2 separate regions of the Mus musculus genome follow, and region 1 is linked to region 2. A link is a contact called in public HiChIP or PLAC-seq data. All regions are on one chromosome and are shown on one strand. The core of a region is the stretch at or near the end of the contact, and the rest is flanking DNA. Distances in the headings are between cores, read along the strand shown.

Region 1 (2,700 bases), core at 31-2,530, 230 kb after region 2:
CCTCCTTGTTTGTTCTTCCTCCCAAATGGGCCCCTTCTGCTTTCCTGTCATATCCAGATAAGTATGTGGACACCGACACTGCACATGAGAGGAAACACTTGATATTTTTTCTTGCCCCTCACTACCCATTCCTCCCCTCACATAGTCCCTCTTCCATTTACTTCTGTGCCCTATGCATGTCTGTACATGTATTCTGCTTATGAGAAGAAACACAGGATAGTTGTCTTTCTGAGCCTGGCTTATGTCACTTAGTGTGATGATATGCCCCCCCCCATCCTGTCCATTTCCCTATGATGTTTATTTTTCAAAATGATTCATTTTTGCTATTTTTATGTGAATTGGTGTTTTGCCTGCATGTCTGTCTGTGTGAGGGTGTTAGATCCCCAGGAACTGGAGTTACAGACACTTGGGAATTACCATGTGGGTGCTGGGAATTGAACTCAGGTACAGCAGCCAGGGCTCTGAATCACTGAGCCATCTCTCCAGCCCCTACAATGTTTATTTTTAATTATGAAAAAAGAAAAGGAGAGGTGAGAGGGGGAAAAAAAGAGAAGGGAGAAGAGAGAAAGAAGAGAAAGGAAAAAAAAGAAGAGACAGCAAGATGAGGGTAAAAGTGCTCACTGCCAAGCCGGCTGATCAGGGTTACTGGGGAAGGAGGAAAATGCAAATTGTCTTATGACCTTTACAAGCAAACTATGGCATTCACACACACGCACACACACGCACACACACGCACACACACACACACACACACGTAAATGTTAATTTTACTTAAGAAAGGAAGGCGAGAGGGAGGAGGAAGGAACTTGTGGGCAGGGCATGAGGGCATTTTCTATATTGGCTGTTCTGTTCCTGAAGCTTCTAGCCCCCTCAACTGTCCTGTCCTGGGGTCACCTCCACCCAGCTTCTGTCACAGCCACTGAATCTGGGCCACCTACTTCTGAAAGGTCCTTGGTGTCCTCATCCAAGACCTGGCTGCACAATGCATGTGCCAGGTGCATAATCTCTGGTTTGAGGCAGGAAAAAGAAGAGTCAAGCAGTAGGCGTGGCCAAGGGGTTTCCCCAGGCTTTATGGTGCCTTTAAGGTGGGCAGGCTGGGGAACCCAGGGCCCCACAAAGCCTCAAGTCTCTCTGGTTCTGGGTACCTTCATTTCTGGGAACTGACTGTGCTTTGGAAAGAGAGAAATGAGAAGCAAAACCCTTTTGGGCCCCAGCATTAACCCTCCCCCCTCCCTTGTCTTCTTCCGCTGAGTCACAGTTAAGAGCCAGGCACCTCAGCCTTCCTAGCCACCCGGGTGGGGCAGGACTCAGGGTTAGGTGAGGACACAGCATCTGAGACAAGCTCTCCTTGCCAGCATCCTCGGCGAGTGGTAGAGGGCAGCTACCCTCTGGGGCAGTTAAGGTCTGAGACCACCTCCCTAAGCTTAGGTGAGGCTTTATGTCCTGCCCCTCCTATTTCCTCCTGGCTTTGTTCACCCCACGAGCTTTTATTAAGTGCCAACTGCATGCTGGAGCTAGGAAGGTGGGATGGTTCAGTGGTCCTTGGGTTCCATGTCTTTAGGGAGCTCATGGATGCAGTAGATAGACAAGAACTTATCCTAATTGGCCCCCAGTGAGGAACTCTTGGTTTTTAGGCTTTTTGTCAGCAATGGAGATCCACACAGGTTTTGTCCTCCAGAGAGAGCCGGCCATATTATACATGCCTGTACAGAGAGCTATATGCATGCCTCTTTACAGGAATGCACATGTACATGCATATGCATGGGTGTGGGACTTGAACACTGGCTGGTATTTATGATCATAGGTATCTATACACACCCTCCCTTGGGTGGAGGAGCACTAAGCTCTGGAAACTGGGTCAGATCTCTCTGTATGAGTGTGTGTGTGTGTGTGTATTGTATGTGTGTACATGTGTATGAGTATGTGTACTGTGTGAGTACATGTGCATGTGTGTATATGCATGTGAGAGTATGTGTGTATTGTATGTGTGTGTGTGTGTGTGTGAGTATATGTGCATGTGTGTGTGAGCATGAGTGTGTGTGTGTGTGTGTGTGTGTGTGTGTGTGTGTGTGTGTGTGTGCGCATTATTATCCTGTCTCAGAAGCCCAACCACTACTTCTGAGTCATGGCCGCCTGTGGAAACTCCAGCATATCACCCCCATTTCATAGGAAAAAAGGCTGAAACTCTGAGGGTCTCCCTGACTTGACTTGCTTACTGTCACCCAGTGTTTGGGGAATAGATCTGGGAAGGGGATTACTGAACTTTTGGCCTGGTAGTTGGACCCTGACACCATATCTTTACTAAGACTGGCCTGGCCTGTCGGCCTCCATATTCTTTATTCTGAATGAACCAGCCTCCCACTTCTGCTGAAATGGTCCCCACCTTCCCTCATGGAACTTTCCCATGACTCTAGCCTTCTTCCTTCCAGTTTTTGTCCCCTTCATGTCCACCAACTAAGGCTAAAACTGGCTCCTGTAAAATTTCCCATCCTTTATAATAAGAGTTGTGTTGGCCTGGGTTAGATATCTCAGTGAGTGAAATGCTTGCCGTGCAAGAATGAGGACTAGACCCACATAAAAGCCAAGCTTGCCTGTGTCCTCTTATCATCCCAGTGGCTGTTGGGGTAGAGACAGGAGGAGCCCTGGGACTCACTGGTCTGCCACTCTAGCCTATATCAGGGGTTCCAGGCCAGTGAAAGA
Region 2 (2,774 bases), core at 25-2,524:
TGAGTGACCACACCTCAGGCTCCCTGCTGCAGCAACATGGAGCTAGCTGCTGGAGGCTGGGGATTCAAGACACAGGAACTCTCTCCCCACCTGTGCCCACCACGGACGCACCCACCCACCCACCCTGGCCCCATCTTGCTGCAGACCTCCAGCGTGGTCAAGTAGCCGGCCAGCTTTTTAACGATGGGTTCCAGGGCACAAGTCTTAGCCTGAGCGTCACACACAAAGCCCAGGTTGAAGAGGAGAGCATTGCGGCTGTACTTCTTGTGTTCAATGCACACGGGGCAGCCAATCAGCTTCTTCTCCATGGCTGTGCTGGAGAGGTAGAACAGAGTCAGCCTGCCCCGCCCCCACCCCCACCCCCAAGCCAGGCTGGGACCCCTCTCCTCCCACCCAACTAAAGCCTCACACAGTGATGAGCTTGTTCTGTAACTCGGGCTTGGTGATGATGTACACCTGGACCGTGTCAAACAGTTCTCGCGAGATGAAATCCTCAGGGACCTGGAGAAGGCAGCCATGAGAGAGAGCTCCCTCAGTGGACGTTGGGTCCGGGCAGATTTTTACAGCCCACCCAGGCACAAGTCCCTCTACCGTTTTCTTCCCTCATCCACCCAGTGGTCTACTTTGTGCTTCCAAACACATGCTATGTTTTGGCAAGCTCCCTTGGCTTTTGCGTTCACTATTCCCACTACCTGGAATACCCCTTTCTACCCTCACCTAACTTTTATATATCATTTGTCTTGGTCCAGTGTTTCTCTTGGGTCATCTAAACCTTCATGAGCCTTAGCACCTCCCCGAAACCTATAGCCTGATTCTGTTTGGGGGACAAAACTCCTCCCCCACACTAGAACCTGATTCAGTTTGGGGGACAAAACTCCTCCCCCACACTAGAAACCGGAGACCTGGGTCTGTGTACCCTCTCCATTCAATGGAAGAGACACGCGTGGATGAACCACAACCCCTCCAGGCGGCCAGCTGAGCTCCAGAGAGCATCCCTCCCCTCGCCTAGTCCGGGAGTGTGGAAGGCACCTGATAGGTAATTTTGGGTCCCAGCGTTGGGTGGAACTCGCTGAAGAATATACATTCGATGCGGCAGCTGCTGCCCATGGCGCTGTCTGGATCCAAGTCTGTAATCCCTGTTTTTCGTGTGGGGATCGCCTCTACGCCTTGGAATACCCTGTCAAAAAGAGAAAGAGGCCCGGGTAGGTCACACAGGTTTGTGAGCGCAAACCCAACGAGCCGTCAACTCAACAGCGCCTGCGCAGGGCGACTCAGGGGGCGTGGTTGCCGCTGGATGGGATGGGAGGGGGCTTGTCCCAGGAAGTCTCGGGTGGGTAGACATCGCACCCGGAAGTGAAGCTACTCCGTAACGGAGCGGTGGCGCGGCTGGCGGGGCCGAGGGTCCAGTTTATTTTGGAGGAAGTCACTGCGTAGAACCTGAGAAGCAGGTGAGGAGGGCAAAATTCTACGGTGGAGGTACAGCGTGTCAGGTGCACATGGGGAGGCAGTGTGCAAAGAAATTCACGCTTAGGTAGGGAAGCAGCTGGGAAATACAATTCCCGTAGTGCTCCACGCCTTCCGTTCCGGCTAACGATGACGTGCTGCATTCTGGGATTTGTAGTCTTCCTCCTCCCACTTGGAAGGTGCGATCGTTACCACTTCAAATACAGGTGTTTGACAGGTAGACTGCTAAGTTGGGACTGTTAGTGCCGGCACTACTCTGCTCCTGTCATAACTTCTCCGGGAAAAGGTGCCATTTCTGTCCTGAGTTACTGTCCCCAGTGAGGGGCGTGGACAGTGGGCACTCTTGCCAACGCCTACGATGCTTTCAGGCTGTGCAGCTATCGGCTGGGCTGACCATGGCCCTTTCTGTGGAGACGGAGTCGCATATCTACCGAGCTCTGCGCACTGCCTCTGGGGCTGCAGCCCACCTCGTGGCGTTAGGCTTTACCATCTTTGTTGCTGTGCTTGCCAGACCTGGCTCCAGTAAGTAGAATTCATAGTCCACTTATGGGAAGGGAAAAGCTACTTCTCTTGGGGAACAGGGGGCAGTAGGAAACGATGGGCGTAACTCCTGAGAACAGGATTGACTGGCTGAAGGATATTCTCTGTTGAACGTATTTAACGTCGTGGGAAGAGCAGACCAGTGTGGGGGCTCTGCCCGCCAGGGCAAGCTTTAAGTACATGGCTTCTCTTCCTTTGATTTGGCATTTCATTCCTGACTTGTGGGGATGCTGGAGGAAGGAGCCGCCAGAGGAGTGGCAGAGCGTGCTTTCTGTCCAGGGAAGAGAACAGGGGGTGGGTAAGATGAGCTTGTTACTGGAGGAGGCTCGCATTTTGACCCCTCCTTGGGTGATGGATGGGCTGTCCATCCCGGCTATAGAGCCTGGTATGCTGGTTTCTTTTTCCCTAGTTCCATGAGGCGCCCTCTTCTCATTCCAGGTCTGTTCTCCTGGCACCCCGTTCTTATGTCTCTGGCTGTAAGTAGTGGGTTTGGGTAGCTTTTAGGGGTAGAATGTGGGCGTTGTTGGTGGCTCTCAGAATCCTTGTAGGCATTTAGTGCCAGTGTAGACGAGCTGTATGTCCTCACTCCTGCTTCTGACGAATATCCAAGGCTTGAAAACGGTATTCATGACCCAGGACGAACAGATGAAGCTCACCCAAGCACAAAAGGGCGGCTTCTCTCACCTCCAGCTAGGAAGCTGAGAAATGGCATTTGGAGGCTGCTCTGTCCCTAAAAACCTTAATTTCTGGTGATGCATCTAATTGTCCCT

Evidence for each region. HiChIP or PLAC-seq counts read pairs in DNA pulled down with a chosen protein or histone mark.
Region 1: a contact with region 2 is called in an H3K4me3 HiChIP or PLAC-seq map of bone marrow-derived macrophages, with 2.9 times the contacts expected there. The contact joins the enhancer-like site here to the promoter of Nprl2 in region 2. A contact is called at or near these places in 2 of 39 promoter capture datasets (the HPC-7 cell line and erythroid cells), 1 of 484 Hi-C or Micro-C datasets (the G1E-ER4 cell line), 13 of 115 datasets of contacts at active chromatin or transcription factors (the 230-238 cell line, T-cell acute lymphoblastic leukemia, bone marrow-derived macrophages and 8 more) and 3 of 9 other capture datasets (adipose tissue, liver and pancreatic islet).

The regions. Positions count from the first base shown.
Region 1 is chr9:107,311,476-107,314,175 of GRCm38.p6, reverse strand. No RefSeq gene overlaps it. Among named protein-coding and RNA genes, the nearest start is that of Cish, 16 kb to the right of the region's middle. Within about 2 kb of position 1,280, at least 159 of the 459 cell types and tissues checked have an H3K27ac peak or open chromatin away from gene starts, as enhancers often do. A contact at or near this core is called in the 230-238 cell line, the G1E-ER4 cell line, the HPC-7 cell line and 4 more, where this site is marked.
Region 2 is chr9:107,540,709-107,543,482 of GRCm38.p6, reverse strand. Nprl2 (NPR2 like, GATOR1 complex subunit) reads right to left here and starts at 1,274. Exons shown (of 11, transcript NM_018879.2): 1 at 1,030-1,274; 2 at 410-501; 3 at 147-315. The coding sequence starts at 1,107. Cyb561d2 (cytochrome b-561 domain containing 2) reads left to right here and starts at 1,290. Exons shown (of 4, transcript NM_001357289.1): 1 at 1,290-1,448; 2 at 1,833-1,986; 3 at 2,443-2,480. The coding sequence starts at 1,860.